Regions from separate parts of the Pan troglodytes genome. Here region 2 is linked to region 1. The links are chromatin contacts, called in public Hi-C maps. All regions are on one chromosome and are shown on one strand. The core of a region is the stretch at or near the end of the contact, and the rest is flanking DNA. Distances in the headings are between cores, read along the strand shown.

The links. A called contact is a pair of places that touch in the nucleus more often than the background predicts.
Region 2: a contact with region 1 is called in a Hi-C map of induced pluripotent stem cells, with 2.5 times the contacts expected there. The contact joins two enhancer-like sites. A contact is called at or near these places in 4 of 7 Hi-C or Micro-C datasets (induced pluripotent stem cells, a lymphoblastoid cell line and stem cell-derived neural progenitor cells).

What each region holds. Positions count from the first base shown.
Region 1 is chr18:79,903,390-79,910,860 of NHGRI_mPanTro3-v2.0_pri, reverse strand. The region is part of intron 1 of LOC134808772 (a long non-coding RNA gene); the gene reads right to left. Among named protein-coding and RNA genes, the nearest start is that of PLCG2, 35 kb to the left of the region's middle. Within about 2 kb of position 2,635, at least 14 of the 24 cell types and tissues checked have an H3K27ac peak or open chromatin away from gene starts, as enhancers often do. A contact at or near this core is called in induced pluripotent stem cells, where this site is marked.
Region 2 is chr18:80,032,753-80,040,223 of NHGRI_mPanTro3-v2.0_pri, reverse strand. All of the region lies in intron 7 of PLCG2 (phospholipase C gamma 2), which reads right to left. Among named protein-coding and RNA genes, the nearest start is that of PLCG2, 95 kb to the right of the region's middle. Within about 2 kb of position 4,458, at least 1 of the 24 cell types and tissues checked has an H3K27ac peak or open chromatin away from gene starts, as enhancers often do. A contact at or near this core is called in induced pluripotent stem cells, where this site is marked.

The DNA of each region.
Region 1 (7,471 bases), core at 1,386-3,885:
AGTCACCTCTTTCTTGTGTCTCCTTTCAGACTCAGTCTTTGAGCATTTCCACAAAAATGCAGCATTCTGCATACTCTGCTCTGCACCTTTCTTTTTTCATGTTTTTTTTTTTAATTTTTTAAGTTTGAGACAAAGTCTCACTCTGTCGCCCAGGCTAGAGTACAGTGGCACCATCTCGACTTACTGCAACTTCCACCTTCCAGGTTCAAGCAATTCTCATGCCTCAGCCTCCTGAGTAGCTGGGATTATACGCATGTGCCACCAAGCCCAGCTAAATTTTGTATTTTTAGTAGAGATGGAGTTTCACCATGTTGGCCAGGCTATCTCAAACTACAGGCCTTGGCCGGGTGCGGTGGCGCAGGCTTGTAATCCCAGCACTTTGGGAGGTCGAGGTGGGTGGATCATCTGAGGTCAGGAGTTCGAGACCAGCCTGGCCAATATGGGGACACCCTGTTTCTACTAAAAATACAAAAATTAGCTGAGTGTACTTGCAGGTGCCTGTAATCCCAGCTACTCGGGAGGCCGAGGCAGGAGAATCACTTGAACCTGGGAGGCAGAGGTGGCAGTGACCCAAGATCACGCTACTGCACTCCAGCCTGGGTGACAGAGTGAGATTCCATCTCAAAAAACAATGGAAAGAAAAAAAGTCATTCATTTAACAGTCATGTCTCTAGTCTACTGTAATCTAAAACAGTCCGCCAGTCCATATTGTCTTTTATGACACTGACATTTTTGAGCGTCCAGGCATTTTGCAAATCTCTCTTAACTTGAATTTCTGTTTCTTTCCTCATAATAGATTTAGGTTAAACATTTTTTTTGCAAGAATATTATATAGGTGATGTTGCACCTCATTATTTTAAATGGTTGCATGGTATTGCAGTATATGGACACATCACAATTGATGTAACTCATCCTCTATCCACAGATGTCTAGATGACTTCCAATCATTTATTTAAAAAACAATACTACCATTAATATTATTATTATTATTTCAGACAGAGTCTTCCTCTGTCGCCCAGGCTGGAGTGCAGTGGCACAATCTCACCTCACTGCAACCTCCACCTTCCGGGTTCAAGGAATTCTTGTGCCTCAGTGTCCCGTGTAGCTGGGACTACAGGCACCCACCGTCACGCCAGGCTAGTTTCTGTACCTTTAGTAAAGATGGGGTTTCAACATGTTGGCCAGGCTGGTCTCAAACACCTAACCTCAAGTGATCTGCCCGCCTCAGCCTGCCAAAGTGCTGGGATTACAGGTGTGAGCCACCGCGCCCAGTCCCATTAATATTCTTAAACTTTTGTCATTTTGAAAATCTTGGAGTATGTCTGCAGGAGAAATTCCTAGAGGGGGAATCACTGAAGCTGCACATATATGCCTTTGTAATTTTGAAAGCTATTGCCAAATTACTCTTTATAGAGGATAAACCCATTAATACTATCACTAGTACTGTTTGAGAATGCTTGACCCCAGAAACTTGTCATATGCTTTTAAGTTTCATCTCACTGTGTCCTGGCTAGCAAGGTGGTTGGTGTACCTTTGCTGAATCCCTTTATGTGACAAGATTTGCTTACGTTTTTGCCTATGAATTTTGGCTGGAATTTAATGAAATTATAACTCCCAAAATATGACAAAGTCCCCCGTGCTCTCCTGGAGCAGAATTCATACTCCTGGTTACAAAGCACATCTGTTTGCTTTGTAGGCTCCACTGGTTCCAAGAGAAGAGGGCAATGAAGGTGTGTCAGGCACTGTACCAGTTACCTGATTGATGTTATCAAGCCTGAGAAGTGGGAATTATTAATATGCCCACTTTACAGATGCTTGGGAGGTTAAACTGCCTGTTTACTCAAGTTCGACGGAGAAATAATCAATGCAGACATGAATGGCATCACAGAAGTGTATATTGCTCTTATTCTCTGCCTCCTTGGGTGTTAGGGTTGGAGACTGACAAAACGAAATCCTACACTTAAATTCAAAATCCAAAAGTTGTTCATCCCCTCCCGGCGCTGGGGTGAGAGCCCCGCGGCTCCCACCCCTGGCTCTTGGACTACGTGAAAACGACCCTCCCCAGAAGGCACCACTGTGGGTGCTCACTCTGCCCCAGCGGCCGTTTCGACTACATTTCCCAGAATGCAGTGCGTTCACCGCTGCGGCCATGCTTCCGTTTCCGCCCCAGATGTTTTCTGGGAGTTGCGTTCTCCACCTGTGCTGGAGGCGAAAACTCAAGCACTCAAGGCACCCTGCCAGTGGCGGCGGCGGACCCCCACGTGTCACGAGTAGATGAAGTTATAAACCGGGAAGCACCGGGGAGGGCTGAAAGCGTTTCTACCTCCCTTTATCCAGCAGGCCGGCCCTGTTTGTGCCACAGTGCCCTGAGCACCCGTGGGCTGGTCCTGTCTGACTTTGGGGTTAATAGAGGTTCCATTCGAGTTTGGCATCCTCTTGCCTGTTGAGTTTTCTAGGGGCCATGAAATTCCTTCCCTGGTTCTGTGACATTATGTTGTCCCCAGAAGTGCACCCTTGTTCTTCCTCCTTTACACACTTGGTCCCTTCTAAAGAAAAAGGAAGGACGCACCTTTGAATGGGCTAGTCTCGCCCCTACAGAGAGTCAGGTCGTTCGCTGTATGACAGCCAGGAGGCTCAGGAATAACGTCTGGCCCCTGAACTCGGCCTCTGAATGGATAGCTGAAAGCAGAGGTTCCCAGCTGGGACTTTGTTTAAACATACATGCCCATGCCCCTCCAGATCTGCTGAATCAGCCTGGGCCAAGCTCCCCCGGACCCTAATGTCAGCCAAGGTCAGAACCTGAGATTTACAGGGAAAATGCGAAACATTGGCATTCTAGACTTAACCTACTTTTTCTTACAGAAGCTACCAGACTGCCCACCTTGAGAGCAGTAAATGCGCATAATTTATCTCTGTATCCCCAGGAGCCAACCACATGCAGCCCATAATAGGGAGCAGACTTGGGGTTGACATCCAGCTGGTAATTACCATATGGCCTGCAGTCTGTGGCCAGTGGCTATTAGTTAGTCAGGGTCCATGTTATCTCGGTTGTTAAATATGTTGAATGCAACCCTGAGTTATAGTCATTGTTGTTTGGATGAAACTGAGCAAAATTCAACTTGGGAGAGGCAGAGGATGGTCAAACATGAAGATTTTCAGTGACAACCCTAAGGGATATTGCAACTTACAGAAAAGAGAGGTTCCTGTGGCCACAGGTCATCCAAGAAGGCTTCCGGCAACTCTCCTTACCTCTCATGGGTCAGCACTAGGTCATATGGCCTTCGCGGCCAATCAGTGGGAGGGAGGCTAGGAATGCCACCACTGGCTTAGACCAATCAAGATTGAATCTTGGGCTGGGTTACCCAACACAACCTTTTCTAGTTCAGCCCTGCAGTGACCCGGATGCAAAACCCAGCCCCATTGCTGGAGGTCATTTACAACCAGCACTTAATCATCTTATATTCTTTGCTGAATGTATATGGAATCAACAGGAAAAAGGTTCCACTGCATAACATTATTTTTAAAGTCCAGGATTGGAGTTAAGATGAGACACTTTGAATCCAGAAAAACCAACCCTTCTTCCTTTCCCCTTCCTTCCTGCAGCATCCAGCCTGTTGGCCCCCTTTTTCACCTCTCCAGATGCTCTAAAAAATTCCAATTCCTGGGCTGGGAGCACTGGCTCATGCCTGTAATCCCAGCACTTTGGGAGGCTGAGGCGGAAGAATTGTTTGAGCCCAGGAGTTCAAGATCAGCCTGGGCAACATAGTGAGACTTTGCCTGTAAACAAAAATTAGCTGGGTATGGTGACCCATGTCTGTAGACCCAGCTACTCAAGAGGCTGAGGTAGGAGATCACTTGAGCCCAGGAGGTCAAGGCTGCAGAGAGCCATGGTCTGGGTGACAGAGCACGACTGTCTTAAAAAAAAAATCCTCACCAGCTTCACCCTTATCATCCCCTTATCATCCCCACCAGCTTCACCATCATGACGGCTACTTATGGAGTGCCAAAAGATTTGGAATTTTTTTGGTTACAAGTGAGAAGAAAAGTCACCTCAATCTGTTTTAATCAAAAAGGGAAGTTGGGGGACTGGGTGCGGTGGCTCACGCCTGTAATCCCAACGCTTTGGGAGGGCAAGGCAGGCAGATCACGAGGTCAGGAGATTGAGACCATCCTGGCTAATAGAGTGAAACCCTGTCTCTACTAAAAATACAAAAATTAGCCAGGCGTGGTGGCGGGCACCTGTAATCCCAGCTACTTGGGAGGCTGAGGCAGGAGAATGGCGTGAACCCAGGAGCCGGAGCTGACAGTGAGCCGAAATCACGCCACTGCACACCAGCCTGGGCGACAGAGTGAGACTCCATCTCACACAAAAAAAAAAAAAAAAAAAGGGAAGTTGGCTGGGCACGGTGGCTCACGCCTGTAATCCCAGCACTTTGGGAGGCCGAGGCGGGTGGATCACGAGGTCAGGAGTTTGAGACCATCCTGGCCAACACAGTGAAACCCTGTCTTTACTAAAAATACAAAAAAATAGCTGGGTGCAGTGGCGGATGCCTGTAATCTCAGCTACTTGGGAGGCCGAGACAGGAGAATTGCTTGAACCCAGGAGGTGGAGGTTGCAGTGAGCCAGATCGCACCACTGCACTCCAGCCTGCATAACAGTGCAAGACTCTGTCTTAAAAAAAAAAGAAAAAGAAAAAAAAGGAGGTTATCCCCTCATGTAACTGAAAACCCAGGGCCACAGTCACAGCTGGATCAAGGGGCTCCAACAATGTCATTGGGACTTAGTCTTTCTTCATCTCGCCACTCTCCCTCCCTTGGGGTGGGCCTCACCTCCAGGCAGGCTGTCTCCCACAGGAGCCCTGCATAGCTGCAGCTTTCCTTTCTCCTGGCTTCACATCCACAAGAGAGAGGATCTCCTAACCCACCAGTTCCAATAAAAGCCCTAAGCCTGGTTCTCATCAGCTCAGGGTGAATGAGGTGCCTATTCCTGAGCCCAACCTCACCCCATTCACTCCCCTCTGGCCCCTCTGGCCTCTGGCTCCGGGAATGTCCCTCACTCCCTCCAGCCTCCTGGCTTTTGACCACACAGGTCGCTCTACCTGGGCTCTTTGCCTGGGTGACCAGTGTTCCAGCAAGTCTGTGCCAGTCGGTCCAGTCAAGAGACAGAGCACACCGGTTCTTTTGTTTTGTTTTTGTTTTTGAGATAGGGTCTCTCTCTGTCATCCAGACTGGAGGGCAGTGGTGCTACTGTGGCTCACTGCAGCCTCAACCTCCCATGCTCGTGTGATCCTCCCACCTTAGCCTCGCTAGTAGCTGTGACTACAGGTGTGCACCACCATGCCCAGCTATCTTTTTCTTCCTTTCCTTTCCTTCCTTCCTCCTTTCCTTTCCTTTTCTGTCTTTTCTTTTCCTTTTTTAGTAGAGACAGAGACTCGCTATGTTGCCCAGGCTGGTCTCAAACTCCTGGGCTAAAGTGATCCCCCAACTTCAGCATCCCAAAGTGCTGGGACTACAGGCATGAGCCACCGAACCCAGCTAGACTGGTTCTTCTGTTGATAAAACATAATAGGTGAACTGTGAAGCAGGTATTGAGAACCAAAAAGATGAAATGGGACACTAAGTTATTGCAAGTTGATAATGACACAGAGCAGGCCCTCTTCACACGTCTGGAAGAACAAGAGGAGCGGGACCAATGATAAGAACTTCAAAGCTGGGAGGACGAGGGGCCCTGTGAAGCTGGGTCCCAGAACCTGAGGAAGTCTGGCCAGATGGGAAGTGAGGCTCCCGGCCCCTGTTCACTCCCGTCTCTTAGCACCTGGCTCTTTCCTTCACAGCACCCACCGTGGGGTAACAAATGATTATATGTGCTATCATCTGTCTTGAGTTCTCCCCACCAGCTCCCTGAAAGCAGTGGGATGCCTGTGGTCACTCCTGTCCACCCCAGTTCCCAGCACATACTAAGCGCTCCTCAAACCACTGTTGATGGAGTCATTTCTCAGGGGTAGTGCATGGGACATTCCTTCCCTGGCTGGACTAAGACTCTGCCAAGTCATCTAAACCCTCCTTCACCCTGCATGGGGGCTGGGGCTCCAGGGAGACAGGCTGGGCCCCAGGAGTAGGATGGAAGATGACAGTCACTCTTAGAGTCATACACAGGCAGGGTCATCACCTGTGAAGCAGCACCATCCTCAACTCTGCACCTGGAGCCCTCGTTGGTCTCATCCCAGTCAGGCCCTTCCTTGAGCACTTCCTGGCACCTAGCAGGTTGAATGCATGCATGAGACCTAACCCCTATTTTACAGGGGTACTATGTACTTGGAGTAATGGACTCTCTAGGTCATCTTTTGACTGAGAGGTACTCTGCTACCTTTTCAATTTTAGCCAACACCCCTCCCCGCCCCCACAATGGTAACTTTTGTGTGCTTTCTACCACAATTAAAATCTGTGTTTAAATGTTGAGCACATGGAGGAAGCGAGTAGAATTTTGAATACTGGAGGCTGGGAAGGGGAGGAGGGAGGGGAGGATAGGGAGAAGTTGGTGAATGCACACAAATTTCAGCTAGGTAGGAGGAACGCGCTCTGGCGTTCTGCATCACTGTAGGGTGAATATGGTTAACTATGGCTTATTGTATATTTTCAAAAAGCTAGAAGAGATTTTCAGTGTTCACAACACAAAGAAATGACAAACGTTTGAAGTGATGGATATGATAATGACTCTGATTTGATCATTATACATTTTTTTTTGAGACAGTCTCTCTTCGCCCAGGCTAGAGTGCAGTGCCACAGTCTCAGCTCACTGCAACCTCTGCCTCCCGGGTTCAAGCGATTCTCTTGCCTCAGCCTCCCAAGAAGCTGGGGACTACAGGCTTGCACCACCACACCAAGTTCATTTTTGTATTTTTAGTAGAGACAGGGTTTCACCATGTTGGCCAGGCTGGTCTTGAACTCCTGGCCTCAAGTGATCTGCCCGCCTCGGCCTCCCAAAGGCTGGGATCAAAGGTGTGAGCCACCACGTCTAGCCTGATCATTACATATTTTATATGTGTATCAAAATATCACTCTGTAACCCATAAATATGTACAAATTGGGGAAAATCCAAAGGGCAAAAGTTTTTTATGTAAAAAAAAATCTTCCTCCTGCAAGTAATAAGCCATATGATATAGTGGATGCTTTGGAACCAGACTGGGTTCAAATAGAAGCGATTCTACTTCCTGGCTGTGTGAGCTTGAACAAGTCACTTTACCTCTCTGAGCTAAAGTTTCCTCATCTGTAAAATACAAGTAAAATAACCTCAAAGCCCCAGCACAATACCTGGCACACAGTAGGTATTTAATACAAGTTTGTTTGTTTCCTCTTGTAAGCGAGCTCTAATCACATCAGACCTGGAGGACCCACCTCCCTGAGAGTGGGCCAGTGTCTCGGTGTGAGGCTGGGCCTGGATGTCGGGCAGCAGGTGGATCAAAACAAAGGC
Region 2 (7,471 bases), core at 3,209-5,708, 130 kb before region 1:
GAGTAGGTTACTTTAAAGGGGGCAGATAAATGGGGCTGTAGTTGACGGTATGGGGCACAGGTGATCACGGAAGACGTTCTAAAGATAGAAGAAGTTATAGCTAGTATTATGTATAGGATGGTGTCCCCGGGAATATATGTCCAAGTCCTAATACCCAGTACCCATGGGCATGACCTTCTTTGGAATTAGGGTCCTTGCAAGGTGCAATCAAGTTAAGATGAGGCCTTGCTGGGTTAGGGTGGACCCGAATCCAGTGCCTGGCTTCTTAAAAGAGGGAGATTTGGGCCGGGCACGGTGGCTCACACCTGTAATCCCAGCACTTTGTGAGGCCGAGGCAGGCGGATCACTAGGTCAGGAGATGGAGACCATCCTGGCTAACACGGTGAAACCCCATCTCTACTAAAAAAATACAAAAAATTAGCCAGGCGTGGTGGTGGGCGCTGGTAGTCCCCAGCTACTCGGGAGGCTGAGGCAGAAGAATGGCGTGAACCCGGGAGGCAGAGCTTGCAGTGAGCCGAGATGGCGCCACTGCACTCCAGCCTGGGTGACAGAGCGAGACTCCGTCTCAAAAAAAAAAAAAAAAAAAAAATTAAAAAAAAAAAGAGGGAGATTTGGAGACAGAGAAGCACACAGAGAAAAGGGGTCCATGTGATGATGGAGGCAGAGACTGGCACAATGACATCTACAAGCCAAGGAACGATGCAATGACATTTACAAGCCAAGGAGCGATGCAATGACATCTACACGCCAAGAAGCGATGGCGCCTACACGCCGAGGAGTGATGGTGTCTACACACCAAAGAGCAATGCCATCTACACACCGAGGAACACTTGTAGGACTGCTGGCAGCCACCAGCAGCCAGGCGGTGTCCACACTCCGAGGAATGCTTGAAGCATTGCTGGCAGCCGCTGGAAGCCATGAAAGAGGTCTGGAACACATCCTTCCCTGGAGCCTTCCGAGGGGTGTGGCCCTGCCAACACCTGGATTTTGGACTTTTAACCTCCAGTACAGTGAGGGAATAAACTTCTGCATTATTTTGTTTGTTTGTTTGTTTGTTTGTTTGTGACGGAGTCTCGCTCTGTCGCCCAGGCTGGAGTGCAGTGGCGCGATCTCGGCTCACTGTAACTTCCGCCTCCAGGTTCACGCCATTCTCCTGCCTCAGCCTCCCAAGTAGCTGGGACTACAGGCACCCGCCACTATACCCGGCTAATTTTTTTTGTATTTTTAGTAGAGACAGGGTTTCACTGTGTCAGCCAGGATGGTCTCGATCTCCTGACCTCGTGATCCGCCCGCCTTGGCCTCCCAAAGTGCTGGGATTACAGGCGTGAGCCACCGTGCCCGGCACTTCTGTTATTTTTAAGCCACGAGTTGCAGTACTTGCCACAGCGGCCGCAGGAAATGAACATGGGCTCCATGAGCTGGGGCAAGATGGTCACAGTCTCAGTCACTCCTCCCGCTGATCCCATCAGGTAGTAAAATAAGCCCCGTTTCAGAAACAAGAAACAGGCCCAGGGAGGCAAGGACTTTTCTCCTAACAAGTCCAGGGGCCAGAATTTCAACCCAGGCCCACCTTGGTAAATCTCTAGCATCCCACAATACACGTACAAATGTACACACAATAAATGAGATTCCAGCAATCAGAGAATATTCTAGATGCTACGGGTGCACAGTGGAGGCAGCAGTTAATTTATGTTCGGCATTACCATGGAGGGTTATGTGGTCAGATTCTACCTAACCAAGGGACAGGGGTGGCACTGGGCCTTACGTCACTCTGGGCAACATCCCAGGACCTTCCCACCCCAGCAAAGGGCCAGTGAGGTCAGGAGAAACAGCTGTATTGTTAACCACTGTGCCCTCTTGGGTCACGCACACATTTACTGGATGAGTGACTAAAATAATAGATAAACTAATTTCTTCTGGTAGCTAAAAGGCTACAGGGAAATGTCATCTTTGAGTCGGGCCCCAGGAGAAGTTACCAGCTGGACAAGAGAAGGCGCCATGCCAGAGGCGGGGGTCACAGAAGCAGGGGCCAGGGCACTAAGAAAGGGAGGGAAAAGAATGGAGTTTTCCCACGTGGCTGAAGGCACACGCCCTTTCACAACCGAAGCTGGTCTTACGCACTCAGTGGTACTTAGGCTGTAGGAACCATTTGGTTCTGGAAGGCCAAGGGTAAAATCTCATCAATAGAAAAGCTAGGCCAGGCACAGTGGCTCATGTCTATAATCCCAGCACTACGGGAGGCCAAGGCGGGTGGATCACTTGAGCCCAGGAGTTCAAGCCTAGCCTGGGTAACATGGTGAAACTGTCTCTACAAAAAATACAAAAATTAGCCTGCATGGTGGCACACGCCTGTGGTCCCAGGTACTCCGGAGGCTGAGGTGGGAGAATCATCTGAGCCAGGGAGTTCGAGGCTGCAGTGAGCCATGATTGTACCACTGCACCCCAGCCTCGGTGACAAAGTGAGACCCTGTCTCAAAAACAAAAAAAAAGAAAGAAAGAAAAAGAAAAGCTAACCAGAGATTCTATCTAACTTCTCCACTGTGGACTCTCCTCTTGCCAGCCACTGACAATAAGAATAAACTGCAAGATCTCTGAGCTCCTCCACAAACATCGTCACAGAACGCTCATCACTCACCTCCCCCATGCTCACACCCATGTAAAATCCAGCAGAACAATCCTTCAATGCCTGACTGGATCGTAGGAACAACCAGAGATAGGTTAGCAGGCTTCTCAATTTTCTTTTTTATTTTTTGCAAGTGCTTTCTATTTTTATGTAAGAATGCTGTAACCACAGGGGACTTCACAGGTTTGATCAGGAGGTAGCAGGGTCGCAGTCACGTAGCCAGGCATTAAATTACAATAGTGGCAGGTGACCTGATTTGCTGGGTGACGTCTGCTGCAAAACGTGAGAAAAGGGACTTGGGTGAGGGCAGCGACAAGGTGATAATGGCTGAAGTCAGCTGATGATACATGGGGGTCTGTTACGCTATTCTCTCTACTTGTATATGCTTTACATTTTCTTCAATACAAAGGATTCAAAAATTAAGAAGTATTCCATGGCCATGCGTCAAAGTTGGGCAGAAAATCAAATCCTAGCTCTGCAGCTTACTACCCTGCAGTAAGCAGGCCTTCAGCAAAGTAACCTCTCTGGACCTCAGTTTCTTAATCCCTAAAATGGCAATAACAACAGTAGCTCTTGCACAGGCCTCTAGGGGGGAATTAAATGTATACAAAACACATAGAGCAGGTTGGGCATGATGGCTCACACCTGTAATCCCAGCACTTTGGGAGGCCAAGGCGGGAGGATCACTTGAGGTCAGGAGTTTGAGACTAGCCTGGCCAACATGGTGAAACCCCGTTTCAATTAAAAATACAAAAATTAGCCAGGCGTGATGGTGCATGCCTGTAATCCCAGCTACTCAGAAGGCTGAGGCAGGAGAATCGCTTGAACCCGGAAGGAAGAGGTTGCAGTGAATCAAGATCGTGCCATTGCACTCCAGCCTGGGCAACAGAGAAAGACTCTGTCTCAAATAAAAAGAACAAAAAAACAAAAAAACACATAGGATAGTGCCTAGCAAATAGTCCACCTGAGAAAATGTTGGCTATCATCTTCGTTAATGATACTGTTATTCCAGCCTAGTTAGAGGTATATCCCCTCACCAGGGAGACACAAACGTGAGATTAAATTTTTTATCCTCCTCCTGCTGCCACACTTTTGGAAACTCTGAGGCTCGAGAGCTGCAACATAGGCAGGTGGTTAGACACAAAGAGGAACTAGCAAGCTCACGATGGAAGCCGTTTGGCTACTGATAAGCATGAACCCACTCCCTGGATTTAGTTCTGGGGATTATAAGTCACCATAAATAGCTCTGTCTCCTGCAGGAGCCTGAGAAATCCAGCTAGGCCCTCCTTCCCCCCAAATCACAAAACAGGTACTTTTCTCTGCCCTGTGCTTCCAGCCAGGAACAGGAAGTAAACAATTTGCTAACAGGTTAGGGGATGGGCATTTACCTACACAACAGCAGTGAGGTTCTTAGAGCTGGCCAGAAGCCATCTACATAGCTTGGGACTTTGTTATTCAAATCTGTCATTAAATTAAATTTTTAAAATGCAGTGACCAAACTGGAGAGTTATACCCTCAAACAGTGGAGATGAGGGTTGCCAAAGCAAAACTTCTTTGGGGTCAGGTAAGCAACATAAATGAGCAGACAGAGCTGTATGGGGCTGGGTCGATACAGAGAATGCGGACCGTTCCATGGCGAGATGTGACCCTATTTATAGCCAGATCTCAATTTTTTTCCTAAGGGAAGCCAACAATCTAGATTTTAATATATAATATAATCTCTCAAGTTTTAAATGTAGGCAATTAATTTTTAACATATTTAAACCATTAGCTCAAGTACAACCAGGGGCAGGCTCAATGTGGCATTCTGGCCACCAGGGGTCAACCTTTAGTATCGGCAGAATCTTTGCCATACAAAGTTCCACACGGGGCAATCTAGGGCACCCCAGAGGGTTCTGATATTTTGTAAAACTCTGATTCCAATTTATGTTTCTCCCTCATAGACACAAACACACAGACTAGCCTTAATAAGAGCCATAATTAAAGTACAGGTTGAAATACCTCTTATGTGGAATGTTACCACAGTGGAAACCATCAATGAATGGGTTAATCTGGTAGCAGGTGAAACAGCTTTTCTGCAAATCTTTTTTTTTTTATTTTTAATATTATTTAATAATACAGACTGGGTCTCACTATGTTGCCCAGGCTAGTCTCAAACTCCTGAGCTCAAAGGATCCTCCTGCCTTGGCCTCCCAAAGTGGTGGGATTACAGGCGTGAGCTACTGCTCCCAGCCATGTGCAAATCTTATTTTCAAACTTTGCCTGACATCTGTCTGACAACACAGCATCTTGAAATTTCAAGGTAAACTATTATTTTTTAAAAAAAAACTGTTATTTGCAACTACTTATCTTGAGTAAATCGAGTTTTTCTCAGTCCTGGTCAATTGCATAAGATGACAATCGTCACCGTTCCAAATTTCATACGCACACTGTCATCATTGTTCTATGACATGTTCTATGTTCAATGACACACGTCATTGTTCTCAAGGACTATTTTTAAAGTTACAGGTTTTAACCTTAAAAAGTATTCTGATAAGCTTTTATGAATCATGGTTTTTGTGGTGGTTGTTACAGTTTCCTGTCTAAAGGAGAGGGGATTAAAGAGTATTAAAAGTTTTATAACCATTGATCTCATTTAATACCTTCATTTTATAGAAAAGGCTAAGTGAGAGGACAGAGATGGCTTCCCCCAACATTACTTGGTCAGTTAGAGGTCAAGTTGGTCTAGAATCCAGTTCTCCCAACTCCCAAGCCTGCAATCTTTCTATTTCATTTGGCAAACAAATAACTAATTATTATATATGAGAAAAAATGAACACATTGCAATTCAATGATCCACTCTATGAAATATGTTTTCCCCAAATCTGGGCAGATAGGAAATGGCCCTCCCATTTCTCTAACTCAGATACATCCAAAGTCCCACGGCCAGGGGTCACCCATCAGGTGGCCTCACTGTGTGGCCAGCCCACAGCTCTGCATGCAGAAAGCAATTAATGACTGTCTTCTAGGAACATTCATGCTCATCACTTAAAAATGCCTGTATTCACAACTCCCAACCTCCCATTGCACAGAGGAGAAGACTGAGGCTAGGAGCAGTCAGTGGTTCATCCAAGATCATGCAGCTAACTGGAGAAACCACAGCCACCTGACTCCAAGTTCCAGGTACTCCCGACGCCCTCACAGCTTTCCCTGGGAACTCTTTTGCAGTCTGCAAAGCCCTTTCCTGACAGCAACAACAGCAGCCCCTACTTACTGAATGTGTGCCACCTACCAGGTACTGTGCTAGGTGCGTCGCACAGAATAGTCTCAATTTTAAAACTTTATGCTCTATGGAACTTTTTATTGCAAAGGTAACATGTTACTTGGAACATACCACAGAAGATGAGCTGTGCAAAGAAAAGGTAACTATCCTTCCTGCCTATCTTCCCAACCCCTTCCAGCACACACACAAAATCAACATTAAATGTGAGGTGCTTTCTTCCATACTCTCCCCCTGCTCATAAAAATGAGCAAAAGGAGGATTATTGCATTCTCTGTTTTTGTGTTTGTTTTGAGATGGAGTCTCACTCTGTTGCCCAGGCTGGAGTGCAGTGGTGCAATCTCGGCTCACTGCAACCTCCGCCTCCCAGGTTCAAGTGATTCTCCTGCCTTAGCCTCCCAAGTAGCTGGGATTACGGGTGCACACCACCATGCCTGGCTAATTTTCGTATTTTTAGTAGAGATGGGGTTTTGCCATGTTGACCAGGCTCATCTCAAACTCCTGACCTCAAATGATCCACCCGCCTGGGCTCCCAAAGTGCTGGGGTTACAGGCGTCAACCACTGCACCTGGCCTCTATTCTATGATTTTTAACAAAATAGCAGACCTGACTCCTGATGTAAATCTGCTGCTGGCTTTCATCACAAAATGTCACAAATATCATCTCAGATTAATGGAAAGAGAACTGACACATGCTTCTTAATCAGCTGCATAATGTCACATAGTATGGACAGACCATAATTTACCCAGCAATTCCTCCATTGAGAGACATTCAGATGGTGCCCAGGTACTTTGCCAGCATAAGTAATGCTGCAATAAACAATCCGATAATATATTCTTAGGCCCCGATGTTTTCCCTTTCATAAAACAGAGTCCCCAGGATGCCACTGTCAGATCAAAACATACACCCTCTTAATTTTTAAATAGTCTATTATTTTAATCAAAAAATATGCCCTCATAAAAAATATGAATAAAAGTATATAAAGGGCTGGGCACAGTGGCTCACACCTGTAATCCCAGCACTTTAGGAAGTGGAGGTGGGCGGATCAGTTGAGGTTAGAAGTTCGAGACCTGCCCACCCAATGTGGCAAAACCCCATCTCTACTAAAAATACAAAATTAGCTGGGCGTGGTGGCGCACGTCTGCAATCCCAGCTACTGGGGAGGCTAAGGCACAAGAATCGCTTGAACCCGGGAGGCAAAGGTTGCAGTGAACCAAGATCACACCACTGCACTCCAGCCTGGGCAACAGAGTGAGACTCTATCTCAAAACAAACAAACAAACGTGTAAAAAGAAGAAACATATATATAATTCCTCAATCTGGAGATGGCTATTAATAATAACAGCCATTTGCTAAATTTCCTTTCAGAATGAAATAATGCAGTAGAGTGAGTTGCACTTTTTTAACAGACTCAGATCAAATTCCAATCAAACTTATGGCCATTCACATTTCCACCAGGAAGGCATATGAACACCATTTCTCTACATTTTGCCCACAGCTCTGTCATGGTTAAAGATTTTTGCCAATCTAATGGATGAAAATGGTATGCTTTCGTCATTCTCATTTATGTTTCCTTGACTAAAATGGAG